2 separate regions of the Macaca mulatta genome follow, and region 2 is linked to region 1. A link is a contact called in public Hi-C data. All regions are on one chromosome and are shown on one strand. Each heading gives the region's core, a stretch centred on a gene start, on an enhancer-like site or on the middle of the called end of the contact. The rest is flanking DNA. Distances are from core to core; before and after follow the strand shown. Region 1 holds the start of IDNK (IDNK gluconokinase). Region 2 holds the start of KIF27 (kinesin family member 27).

What was found. Hi-C and Micro-C count contacts between places; a contact is called where the count stands out from the background.
Region 2: a Hi-C map of fetal cortex germinal zone shows a contact between it and region 1, with 4 times the contacts expected there. The contact joins the promoter of KIF27 here to the promoter of IDNK in region 1. A contact is called at or near these places in 6 of 14 Hi-C or Micro-C datasets (CD4 T cells, blood, cortical neurons and 3 more).

What each region holds. Positions count from the first base shown.
Region 1 is chr15:114,548,268-114,555,035 of T2T-MMU8v2.0, forward strand. It overlaps IDNK (IDNK gluconokinase), which reads left to right and starts at 2,003. Exons shown (of 5, transcript XM_028835291.2): 1 at 2,003-2,068. All of the region lies in intron 1 of LOC144334738 (a long non-coding RNA gene), which reads right to left.
Region 2 is chr15:114,857,838-114,864,845 of T2T-MMU8v2.0, forward strand. It overlaps KIF27 (kinesin family member 27), which reads right to left and starts at 3,386. Exons shown (of 18, transcript XM_015118008.3): 1 at 3,186-3,386.

The DNA of each region.
Region 1 (6,768 bases), core at 753-3,252:
GAACTCTCAGAATTAAACTGGGATCAAGGACTCTCCTGGAAGGGAAAGGGGGAAGATCCAAACTCTTCTCAATTAGACATATCACAACTGTGAGGCTCCTGTTATGTGAATATCTGCCCCAACCCAGCCATCTTTGTGGATGATTTGCCTCCCAGGGAAGTGCCTGTGCACATTAAGGTGCTCGTCACTGAGCTCTGTTTAACCCCTGTGGAAATGGGCAGCTTCATACAGGAGCACTGCCACTTCTGTTTGAGACTTACAGTACATGCTGTCCAGAATCTGGGGGTGATCTGGACTTGAGTGACTATAGAAACTCATGCAGGAAGCTGTGCCTCACTAGGGACTTGGGGTTTCCAGAGTACCATGTGCCTCAGTACAACAGTTTTGCAGTAGACCTAAAACCAGACCAATATTCAGCCTCTGGGTTGCCCCATAGTAACAGCTGGGAAGCACCAAGACAACCAGGACCAGCAGGTGGCACTCTTTGGAAAGCAAAAAATGTGGGATTCAGCTCTTAGGGGCACCTCTGAAGTTCTGCTGTCCTGGAAGCAGGCACAGGGTTTCACTGACACTGGTGTGCTGGGTATCTTTCATTGGTCCCTCCAGATACAATCTCCACCGTTCTCTTCCCTGCTCTGAGCCCAGGAAATTGGCATGCATGGGCACCAATGGACTCCCTAGCTCTCCACCTTCCAATTGGGTTTGACGGGTGGGGTTTGGCCACTAGCAGATCACAGTGCAAGAGGAGGGGAGGAGAGGCTATTTATTCTCCTGATTATTTTTCTGCTGGGTCAACAAGGAATGTCTGTCTCTCTTCCTAAGGCTACAGTCCTGTCAGATACTTCTTTCTATATGGTCTATTCTCTCTGTCTCTTTCTTTCCATTCTCTTCCCTTCTCATATAAAGGCTCCCTCTCATCAGCCCCTTTCTATTTAAGAGTGAAAACACTTCTCAGTTACTCAGATCCGGACTCTGCCCCTAGTTGCTTTTTCTGACCCTACCCACATCTCTACAAATAGTCCCTTTGTTAAATTCTGTTCACCTGCCCCAATTTGAGCATGCTGTTTCCTGCCGCCACCCTGAGCAGCACAGCAAGTTTAAGATCCTTGGACATGTCTTGGGAAAGAAATCCAAGGAGAAGAACCAGATTTTCTGCTAATAATTCTGATTTGAACAATGAAAGAAATATGAGATTTTTTTTTTTCATACTGAGCTAGAGAAGCAGGACACAAGTTAGAGTATTTGCATACACATCTATTCCTCTTATCAAGCTTGAGAATGCCGAGAGTGTAATCTTTTAAATGCATATTAATATTACCAGCACATGGTAGATGTTCAAGAAATGAGTATTGACCATAACTGAGTTGTAAGACCTTCTCTCCAAGCCTCAATTTCTTCATCTGTACAGCCCCCATCCAGATTGAAATCTCATCTACTCAAGCTAAGTATATGAAAAACAAAGGCAGTGCAGGAGTAATTGAACTATTCATTAGATAAATGCTTTTATGTCACTTTTATTGTTTTCTAGGACACAGAGTAATACCTACGACCTTGGTTAACAAAAGACCAAAGGAGGTGATGCCAAATGCAAAAGACCAAAGGAGGTGATGCTAAATGCGGTTAGAAGTGCTTTTAATCAAATAGTTCAAACGACACATAATTAACACATTGTTTTAAAGCAAATGGACACTTTAAAGTGGAGCTCCGTCCTCTTAAAGTCCCAACAAGAGCTGGATTTAATAGCAGAGCCACACAGCCATGACATACGCTGCTGTGGTCAACCCTCAACCTTAAGTTTGACACCAAAAGATGGCCGCCATTTATTATTGTGACAAAAGGCCAGATTACAAAACGCTGTGTACGGCCTGATCCCAGTTTTACAAAATATTCATACCCATCTACCTACGCGGGGGCGCGGGGAAAGGGGTGTCGTTTTAGGAAGTGCTGCTTATGCTGCCTGGTGTGGGAAAGTATGAGTCTTATTTTCCGTTTATTCTTTCTATAAAACATTTTTATAAATGAATGAATGAATGCTTTCCATGGGTGGATGACGATCCGGCCTGCCAGGGTGAGGCTCTTCTGGAACCAAGAGGGGCCAGGACAGTAGGAAGACAGGTGGCGGGGCTTTGGGCGACTATGGGCAGCCCAGGGAGACGCCAGTGCCAGGCCGGGCGCGCGCTTCACTTCCGGGAAGAGGAAAGAGGGAGGGGAGGGGAGAGGAAAAGAAGGGGCAGGAGAGAGAGATGGGGAGGTTGGGAAAGGGAGGCGGAAAGCATGGAAAAGGGGCGCGGGGAAACCGGGGGAGCGCAGAGGGGCACAGCCCTCACTCGCCCTGCCTGGGCGGGAGCGGCTCCGCCCCTCGGGCGCCGGGAAGGCCGGGGACGGCGGGGCCCGGAAGGTGACTGAAAGGAGCCAGGCTCGGGTCATGGCGGCGCCGGGCGCGTTGCTGGTGATGGGCGTGAGCGGCTCGGGGAAGTAGGTCCGGGAGAGGGCGGGGGGCGCCCGGGAGAGACGTTGCGGGCGCGGCGGAGGCCGGACGTGTCGCCGTCCCTGCCGGTGAAATGGGGTCGTGGGGACCCCCCACCCTTCCCTTTGCGGATGAAGAAACCGAGGCCCGCGGCTGCGCGCACTCTCCCCGCCCACCAGCCTGCTAGCAGAGCGCCCATCCTGGGACCGCATCCGAGCCCAGGGTTCCCGCTCTAAGACAGGGAGGCTGCAGCGACCGCATGCTCAGGGAGGAAGCCGCTCCTGAAGAGGCGGCTGCAGGGCCGCGCAGTGGAGGCCTAGCGAGCGGCGCTGGGCTCGGTTTCCGGGCGCCTCGTCGGGGCTAGGCGGGAGGGTGCACGGCCTCTAGCGAGAGGACGCAAACCACGGCCCAGGCTCTCACGGACCTTTGGCCATCTGAACACACAGCGGCCTCCTCCTGTGAGGCCCTGGACTTCTCCGATTCGATTTTGTAAAGTGAATCGTTTTCCCCTTCCTTTCATCAGCTTAACCTGGAAGGAGACAGCGTTAATATGGAGGGTAGCTCCTGAAGGTTTGGAAAGAAAGGAGAGAATTGTGGAAACCACATAGGTAGCCCAGTGTGCTAATTTGGAGACTGAGGAGTTAACATTTGGCTTCCTGTTTAAACCAAAGTCTAACTGTGCCCTTTATCAGAAAAGACAGCTGCTGCAGCATTCGACCACAGGCAGCAAAGGATAGAACTTGATCACCTAAAACATTATAACCTTCAAGGGCCTATAGGACCCTTCTAGAATTTTCTGAATCAGGAACGGCCCATGTTGTGGCCCGTGTAGTCAGGTGTAAAGACTTACTCCAGGTAGATGGGTTTTGCTTTCCAAAATTGCTGTAGGGTTCTTAGCGACAAAGATAAGAAATCTTGAACTGAAATTGAAATAAAACATGGAGCCCCAAATCCCTAGCTGCCATATGATTTGAATCAGTTGGAGAATGTAAAATCATTGCCATCGTGTGATGTAACAGGAGTGGACAGCCCTAGGTCTTGGTTCTGTTGCTGTCTGGCTGTGTGAGCTTGGGTAATTCATGTACCCTTCTGAGTCTTGGATCAGTTGAGGGGGGTCTAATCCCTATGATGTATAGCTTGTGATATTCATGTACTCAGTAATTATTGAGCTCAATCCTTCCTCTATGTCATTGTCATATAGTGAACAGGACAGATAAAATCCCTGCCCTCAAAGGATTTACATTCTGGTATGGGAGACAGAGTAAATGAATATATGTAGTGTGTGAACTGGTGAGATGCTCTGGAGTAAGCAGAACATAGGGTGCCAGGCAGAGTGGTCAGGGAAGGCTCCTCTGGGGGAGTGGCGTTTGAGCAAAGACCTGCAAGACTTGAGGAGTCCGCCATGTGGATAGCTGAGCAAAGGGCAGGAGAGGCAGAGGGAATGGCAGGTGCAAAGGTTCTGAGGCTTGGCTTCTTTTTTTCCTTTTTTCTTTTTTCTTTTTTTTTTTTTTTTGAGATGGAGCTTCACTCCTGTTGCCCAGGCTGGAGCGCAGTGGTGGATTCTCAGCTCACTGCCACCTCCGACTTCCGAGTTCAAGCGATTCCCCTGCCTCAGCCTCCAGAGTAGCTGGGATTATAGGCGCCCGCCACCACGCCCAGCTAATTTTTTGTATTTTTAGTAGAGATGGGGTTTCATCATGTTGGCGAGGCTGGTCTCAAACTCCTGACCTCAGGTGATCCACGCGTCTCGGCCTCCCAAAGTGCAGGGATTACAGGCGTGAGCCACCATGCCCTGCTAAGGCTTGGCTTCTTTAAAGAGCAGGAAGGAAGCCATTGTGGCTGAGTGAGGGGAAGCATGATGGGAGATGAAGTCAGAAACAATGCAGGTGAAGAGATGTGGTCATATGCTGGCAATATTTTGAAGGCGGAGTCAGAAAGATGTGTTTGTGGACTGGATGTGGGGTGTAAGAAGACGAGAGAGAAGTCAAGGATGATTCAGGATTTTAGGCCGGCCGGGCGCGGTGGCTCAAGCCTGTAATTCCAGCACTTTGGGAGGCCAAGACGGGCGGATCACGAGGTCAAGAGATCGAGACCATCCTGGCTAACATGGTGAAACCCCGTCTCTACTTAAAAAATACAAAAAACTAGCTGGGCGAGGTGGCGGGCGCCTGTAGTCCCAGCTACTCGGGAGGCTGAGGCAGGAGAATGGCGTGAACCCGGGAGGCGGAGCTTGCAGTGAGCTGAGATCGGCCACTGCACTCCAGCCTGGGCTACAGAGCAAGACTCTGTCTCAAAAAAAAAAAAAAAAAAAAAGATTTTAGGCCTGGGTAATTGGAAGGAGGGAGTTGCCACAAACTGCGATGGGGAATCAGTAGATAGAGCAGATTTGGAAGACAACCTCAGAATCTCAGTGTGGGATATGGTGAGTTTCAGGAGCCAGTCAGTCATCAAGTGGATGGTGGTTGGATGTCCAAGTCTGAAGTTCAGAGGAGAGGGACTTTAGATCTGACGGTGGGAATCATTGTTGTGTGGGTGTACTTAAAGACCTAAGGTGTTGAGATCACCAAAGGGGTGTGTATAGATAAAAAAGCTGGCCAAGAACTGAACCCTGGGGCCTTCTGGTGGTTCAGCGTCAGGGAGATGTGTTCAATGTTACTGACTAGCTGAGTAATAAAAAGACTGAGACTTGATTCTATTCATCATTGGATGTAGCAACATCAAGTTCTTTAGTGACTTTGTGAACCCCTATTGAAGCCCTACAGGATTTTAAAATTATACTCCATAACATTTAGAAAAATATTTGTCACAGCCTAATGGCTGAAGAGAACAATAGTCTCAAAACAGAAAGACTCCATTTATAACACTGTTAAAACACAGTGACCTCAAGTACTCAGTTTGTTACTGTCTTCCCCCACCTGAATGTAGAGGATCATTTTCTTTTTTGTTTACTGATACATGTGTCTAGAACAGTTCCTGGCATTACGTAGGTACTCACTAAATACTTGATGACTTAATGAATGAATAAATGGATGGAAGATGGCAGGCATTTGAGTGAGTGGCAGTGTTGTTAGTTTTCTTTATATTTTCACAGTCTTAGTGAAGCCACCCTTAACATCTCCTCCCAGGTTTCCTTCTCTTTGCTGATGAAACAAGCTCAGACCTTTTGAATGTCTTTCTCATTGATTCTGCATCCCTTCCTTCTCCCCCATTGGCCTGTGTTGTCTTTTTAAGTCCCTTGCTCCTGATTTAGACCAACTCACTGGGAGACCTATAGACCCCAAATCTTGATTTGTAATCCTGGGTCTGACCAGTATTTTGGGGCCCAGCACGGTGCCTTATTTCTGCCAGGGTCTTTGGTGCATATTCAAGAATCCAGACAGTGGTTTTTCGTTTCCCATCTTCTTCCTGACAGTCTTCACCCACATCTCTTTAGCTCTGCTTTCAGATTATGAGTACTGGATGGCATATTCATTCATGGCTAATCTAACTTGGTCTTTTTGGTGGTGGTGGTGGTGGTGTTGTTTTGTTTTTTGAGACAGACTCTCACTCTGTCGCCCAGGCTGGAGTACAGTGGTGTGAGCTCAGCTCACTGCAACCTCTGCCTTCTGAGTTCAAGCGATTCTCATGCCTCAGCCTCCGGAGTAACTGGGGTTACAGGTGTGTGCCACCATGCCCAGCTCAGTTTTGTATTCTTAGTGGAAACGGGGTTTTGCTATGTTGGCCGGGCTGGTCCCAAACTCCTGGCCTCAAGTGATCTGCCTACCTCAGCCTCCCAAAGTCCACCTGCCTCAGCCTCCCAAAGTGCTGGGATTATAGGCGTTAGCCACCGTGCCCAACCTAACTTTGTCTTAAGTGTGATTTCTGCTATGCATACTTCTGGCTTCACCAGCCGTGGAGATTGGCCGGGATGGTCTGTTCATCCATAGGCTGCATGTCTCGCTGAGCAGCCTTCAATAGAATGAATATAACGGGAAAGGTTTCATTGCTCTCGCAATCCTTTGGTTACATCAAGGAGCAGATCTCAGTTTGGTACAAGTGTGTCTAACACCTCTCTGATGGCTTTTTGGTGAAAGAAAGAGGACCTTTGTTAGGCAACAGTGTCCAGCTAGAATTTAATCACATTGTTCTGTTTTCATTACATACAGCTTCAGGTGCCTTCTGTTCAAGGCAAGTGATGATAGCTTCTTGTGTAAGGGAATGAAAGAAGGTTTCCTTCTTTAACACACTTATTTAATTTTTAAAAGTGAAGCAATTAAATAAAAACATCAAAATGTTGAGGTGATATGCAAAATTTAAGAGGG
Region 2 (7,008 bases), core at 2,136-4,635, 310 kb after region 1:
AACTCTGTCTCTACTAAAAAATACAAAAATTAGACGGGCATGGTGATGGGCGCCTATAATCCTAGCTACTCAGGAAGCTGAGGCAGGAGAATCGCTTGAACCCAGGAGGCAGAGGTTACAGTGAGCTGAGATCAAACCACTGCACTCCAGCCTGGGTGATACACCAAGACTGTCTCAAACAAACAAACAAACAACCACCACAATGAGATACCAATCCACATCCACTCGCACTGCTATAATAACAAAGACAGACCATAAGTGTTAGCAGGGTGTAAAGAAATTAGAACCCTCATACACTACTGGTGGGAAGGTAAAATGGTACAGCCACTTTGGAAAACAGATTGACATTTCCGCAAAAAGTTAAACATACAGTTATCACTTGACCCAGCTCCCAAGAGAAATGAAAACTCCCAAGAGAAATGAAAACTCCCAAGAGAAATGAAAACACTGTGTTTGCATAAAAACTTATATACAAATGTTCAGTTTTGGAAGGATAAAGCTTATACTAAATTTAACAAGTAATCTATGACAATGTTTAAGTGCAGATGATGAAAAGTAATGAGTTTGAGGTGAGGCTAGGTTCTTTGGAGAAGCTGCTGAGTCTTGAAGATTACCATTAAGTAACAGAGACAACTAGACTGAAATAACATTTTATTAATAACACTAATAACAGTGAATTGATAATATTAATATTCACTACCCTTGAAAAAAAAAACCGTGGCCCAGCACAGTGGTTCACATCTGTAATCCCAGCACTTTGGGAGGCCAGGGTGGGTGGATCACTTGAGCCCAGGAGTTCGAGACCAGTCGGGGCAACACGGAGAAACCCTGTTTCTACAAAAAATCAAAAAATTAGGCAGGCATGGTGGCGCACGCGCCTATAGTCCCAGCTACTCAGGAGGTTGAAGCGAGAGGGTCCCTTGATCCCAAAAGGGTCGCGACCCTGTCAAAAACAAAACAAAATAAAACAAAACTCTGCAATGGTACTCTGCATTTGTAATTCTGTGAGTAGATGGCATGAAGAGGATCACAACAAAAAAAAATTAACATCACTCTTCTAAAAGTCCCCTGAGAATAAAAAAAATATCAGGTCCCTTGGGCTGTAAAATCCCAAAAGAGAGTCAACAAACTATCTGTAATGGCTGAAACAAAGAGATACACCTAACCTTAGCAGTTTTAAAATCATTCTAATGAATTTTACACTGGAAAAAAAAAAATGCTCATGTGTTTGATAAATCCTTTCTTGGATCTTAAAGAACTCTACAATCATTTGGTACTGGAAACTTTTCCAGTTGCAGGAATGCTGAGTTAATTCTTCCAAATGTCTCTGAAAACCAACATTTGAAGTCACCATACAGATTAGTTTATTTCTTTGTATGCCATCAAATTAAAGCAAAACTCATGGACGATGTTAAGCCAAACCTAACTGCTTCCAATGAAGTTGCTAATAAAAAATGCCAAATTGGGATATTTTCATTTCTTGGGTTTTTGTTTTGTTTTGTTTTTGAGACAAGGTCTGGCTCTGTCATCCAGGCTGGAGCACAGCGGCACCATCTCGGCTCACTGCAACCTCAGCCTCCTGGTTCAAGCGATTCTCGTGCCTCAGCGTCCAAAGTAGCTGGGATTACAGGCACCACGCCAGGCTAATTCTTGTATTTTTAGTAGAAACGGGGTTTCACCATGTTGCCCAGGCTGGTCTCGACCTCCTGGGCTGAAGAGATCCACCCGCCTCAGCCTCCCAAGGTACTGGGATTCCAGATATGAGCCACCATGCCCAGCCTCATTTCTTGGGGTTTTTAATGGTAATATCTATAAACAATTTGGTTATAAAGGCAACTGAAACTTATTCTAAGCATTAAAAAAAATAATAACGGGGCCAGGCACGGTGGCTCATGCCTGTAATCCCAGCACTTTGGGAGGCCAAGGCAGGTGGATCACTTCAGCCCACGAGTTACAGACCAGCCTGGGCAACAGGGTGAAACTCTGTCTCTACTAAAAATACAAGAATGGGCCAGGCAGTGGTGACGCACCTGTAGTCCCAGCTACTTGGAAGGCTGAGGTTGGAGGATTGCTTGAGCCCGGAAGGTTGAGGCTGCAATGTGCCACTGCACTCTAGCCTGAGTAACAGAGCGAGACCCTGTCTCAAAACAAAACAAACAATAATAAGGGTCCACAAACATAGGGCTTGTAAAACATCAATATACAAGAAACAAAGTTTTTCCACAATCCATAGCACTTATACTTCTTCAGATTCTGATCAATTATAGTCATCAGAAACATACGTATTATGTCACCAATAAATGAAAAAAGGCGAAATCTGATTGGCTGGTCGTATTTAAGTATACTCAATGGGTTTTTGAAATCTGAGGAAAGGCAAGAGAAATATTTAATCCCTCATGTCATGTCACTGGTCAGGAATGAGTGTCTCCAAAAACCGCTGCCATCCCGTCCCCTTGATTTCCCAGAAAGCAGTGGTTGTCTGAAATGTGTGGTTTGTTAATTATTTTCATAAGAAACTTCCCAGTAGATGGATAGTAAATCGCATGAGGAGCTCAGAAAAGGCCCCAAATGCGTAAAGACAAAGGAGTAAAGAAAAGCAAACAACAAAGATTTTCAACACTGGAGACGGCGGTGTTACTTAAAAGGTGTTTCAAAGAAAGAATCGGGGCGCTTTGCTCTTTACAGCACCTGCCTCCGAGGGAGGGAGCTCTCGAGCTTGAATGCGCCGAAGTTTCAACCTCTACAGTGGGAAAAAGACGCCTGCGACAAAACAAAGCGCTCGGTGGTGGTGGCCCTCGCGTCGCACCTCACGCCGTGCAGCTACACGAGACGAACACGGGGTGCGCTCCGGGGGGCCGAGTCCCGCGTTGGGGTCGATCCCCGTTCCCCAGGCCCCGCTCCTCAGGGCTGAGCCAGCTTTCTCCGGAAGGGGCGCTCTGCCTCCAGTCGTTCGCCGGGCTCCCATTCCTGACCCCAGACCCCTCGGGCACCCCCATAGGCCTCGCTGGCGCCCCTACCGCCCACCCTCTGGCTCCCACCCCGCGACGGCCCAGACCCCAAGCCGGCGCCTACTAGTCCCAACGGCGGGCTGGGAGCGCGGGCGCGGCGGGCTGGAGGGCGGGTGCCGCGAAAGGGAGGGCGCCCCACTTCCCCGCACCGCCCGGCCAGGCCCGCCGCGCACTGACCGGCTCGGGACAGCCCAGGGCCCTGGCGGCGAGGGCTGGACTCCTCAGCTTCGCTCTGCCACGCCGCGCCGCCGCCGCCCGCGTCTTTTGTTGTCGCGGGTTCTCCTGGCAACCGGCGAAGCCCGCCTCCCGCCGCGTCCTCCCCGGGTCGCGGCGTCCTGGCCCCGCCCCCGAACCTGGGCACGTCCCCAAGCCCGTGCGCAAGAGTCCTGCGTCCCCAGGAAGTCCGCAAAAGGCCAGCTCTCGGGCTTCCCTGCAAACCCGAGTTGTGTCCCACTAACGCGCTGGGACCGGTCTGTGAGGCCTGAGCGGAAGCATCTTTCCACGGGTTCGTGAAATGAATGAGAACGATTCCACACTGTGTTTCAATATCTTAGCTACCAATTCAGTTTATTTTTATTTTTATTGAGTAAAACTTGCATAACATAAACCATCTTAAAACTTACAATTCAGTGGCGTTTAATGCCTTCACAGTGCATTAAACTATCACCTCTGTATATAGTTCAGAAACATTTTCATAACCCCAAAAGAAAATCTCCAAACCAGTTAGTCATTCCTTCCAGTTCCCCTCTCCCCACAACCCCAGCCAGCCACTAATCTACTTTCTGACTCTATGATAGATTTACCTATTCTGGGCATTTCATTATTGATGGAAGCATTCAGTATATGACCTTTTGTGTCTAGCTTCTTTTGCTTAATGTTTTCAAGCTACAGTCATGTTGTAACAACTATCAGGACTTCTTTTTTTTTTTTGAGACGGCGTCGCGCTCTGTCGCCCAGGTTGGAATGTAGTGGCATGATCGCGGATCACTGCAAGCTCCGCCTCCCGGGTTCAAGCGATTCTCCTGCCTCAGCCTCCCGAGTAGTTGGGACCACAGGCGCGTGCCACCACACCCGGCTAATTTTTTGTATTTTTAGTAGAGATGGGGTTTCACTGTGTTAGCCAGGATGGTCTTGATCTCCACTGACCTTGTGATCCATCCGCCTCGGCCTCTCAAAGTGCTGGGATTACAGCCGTGAGCCACCGCGCCCGGCCCTTTAGATGGAGTTCCACTCTTATTGCCCAGGCTGGAATGCAATTGCGCTATCTAGGCTCAACGCAACCTCCACCTCATGGGTTCAAGCCATTCTCCTGCCTCAGCCCCCGGAGTAGCTGGGATTACAGGCATGTGCCACCACGCCCGGCTAAGTTTTCTGTATTTTTAGTAGAGACGGGGTTTCACCATGTTGGGCAGGCTGGTCTCGAACTCCTGACCTCGGGTGATGCGCCCACCTCGGCCTCCCAAAGTGCTGGGATTATAGGCGTGAGCCACCCCGCCGGGCCTGTTTTCAGGTTTTTTAGGTATGGACCTAAGAGTGGAATTGCTGGGTTGCATCGTAGTATTTAACTTTACCAATTTAGCTTTAAAAGCTTTAGTGCCTCCTGTTTTTAGTAGCACAATCTAAGCATCTTCAAAAATACTTCCTTCTCTCATGAAATATACGAATGAAGGTGGGGAAAAAAGCTGACTATTTATGGTTTTTTTTTTTTCTTTTAACTGAATTATTTAAATTTTTAAAAATTCAGGCTGGGCACAGTGGCTCACACCTATAATCTCAGCACTTTGGGAGGCTGAACTGGGAGGATCACTTGAGCCCAGGAGTTCGAGACCAGCCTGGGCAACATAATGAGACCCCCCCCCCCAATCCCTACAAAAAATCAAAACTTAGTCGGGTGTGGCCGAGCATGCCTGCAGTTCCAGCTACTCTGGAGGCGGAGGTAGGAGGATCGTTTGAGCCTGGGTGGTCAAGGCTGCAGTGAGCCATCGTTGCACCACTGCATTCCAGCCTGGGTGACAGAATGAGACTCTACCTCAAAAAAATAATAAATAATACATAATTTTTAAAATTCTAAGATTTGAATTGATTATGCTGCATTTTTAGAACTCTTTTTGAAAACAAACTCACATCATGACTGTGAATTGCTGAGTCAAACTGGTCTGCTGACAAAGCTTCAATGATTAATAGTACGTAACAATTTAAGTCTGGGAATACCCGGAAGTCTCAACAGAAGTTCTCAAGAGGCCACACAATTGCAGAGAGGAGGTCAGCAAATGCCTAACAGCATTAGAATGGGGCATTTTCCTTTGTCCCCAAATTGATGTCTTGAGTCCAGAGTTAGAGAAAAGGAGTTAAGTACTTAAGTTCCCCACACTGTAAAGTGAATGCCAGTCATTGCCAACCCTTCCTCCCTAGGATTTATAGCAGGACTAAGCTAATTCCATTCAAATTCCAATCCTATCTCTTTTTTAAGTGTCTGTAAGAAAGACTGGGCAGTGGAGTCAAGGGGTCTTGGGCCTTGCGGGTTGGAGAGTAAGCAGCCTCCCACCTAAGTCAAAGGAGGCTCTAAGAGTGACGGGCAAACCCTGTGTGATGTGCAAGAATAGGAAACCTGGCCTTCTGGTGGGAGCAACTATGGGAAGAAGTAAGCTGATCTGCTTCTCGAGAATGGAGCGAAGCAACTGAGAAGGCGCTGTAGTAGGGCAGCCTGTGTTCCTACAGTTTAGGAGGGGAGAACCTGTGATTTGCTCATGGTCCAGGGTATCCTTTGGAGGGTACCCAAGCTTGAGCCCCATGAAGATTGTCTTGAGGACTGTCTCCTGCAGATGAGTCCCAATCAGTAAGAGGCAGTGGGAGGAGCTGGGCTTGGGATTAACAGAAGTAATTGAGCCAGTGCTGGATCTTTGTACAGGAACTATGTCTTCTCCTTAAGGGAACTGTATCTTTCAGGTCCACTGAAGAACGCTGCATACGTCCCATGGGAGACCAGCTTTGGGATGCTTATCCTACAGAGAAAAACATCCATGCCCAGTCCACTTTACTAAAAGCAGTAACAAATGGAAGATTTGGCCAAATTAAATAAAGAAACACGTGCCCTTTTCCCCTAAATCATCTTCCCTCACCCGCATTTTGAGAAAAGCTGGGTCCAGGAAAGAAAGGAAGTATTAAAGGAAGTATTAAGGAAACCACAGATCGTACCTCTTCTCCCACTTTAAATTATTTTAATGTTGCTATAATGTTTGACGGTTTCACTTAATTTCTCTGGCAGAGAGAAAAGAAGCTTTATACTTTAAAAAATGGGATTTCTGGCAGGGCACGGTGGCACACACCTGTAATCCCAGCACTTTGGGAGGCTGAGGCGGGCGGATCATAAGGTCAGGAGTTCGAGACAAGCCTGGTTAACATAGTGAAACCCCGTCTCTACTAAAAATACAAAAATTAGCCAGGTGTGGTGGCATGTGCCTGTAGTCCCAGCTACTCAGGAGGCTGAGGCGGGAGAATCACTTGAACCCAGGAGGCAGAGGTTGGACTGACCCGAGACTGCGTCATTGCTCTCCAGCCTGCGTAACAGAGTGAGGCTTTCTGTGCCATCATTTGCCTTTGGCTCCTTAATTTAGTAGAGAGAATGTTAGCTTTCCTAAGGAAACATACTGCTTGGGTCCTGTCAACCCATGCCAGGTGGATTTGCTTGGCCTAATGGTCAAACTGGGCAGCTACAATCTCCACCATTCATGAGGGGAACCTTGGGAGACTAGGAAAGAATCCATCACCCCAACCTGAAAAGCAAGCCTAGGACAGTGGCTTTCGAATTTGATTGATACTGAGCCACTATCAGAAATTCACTTGACATCATGACTCAATACACAGGTATGTGTACAAATGAAAACAAGGCCAGGCATGGTGGCTCATGCCTGTAATCCCAGCACTTTGGGAGGCCAAGGTGGGCGGATCACAAGGCCAGGAGACCATCCTGGCCAACATGGTGAAACTCCGTCTCTACTAA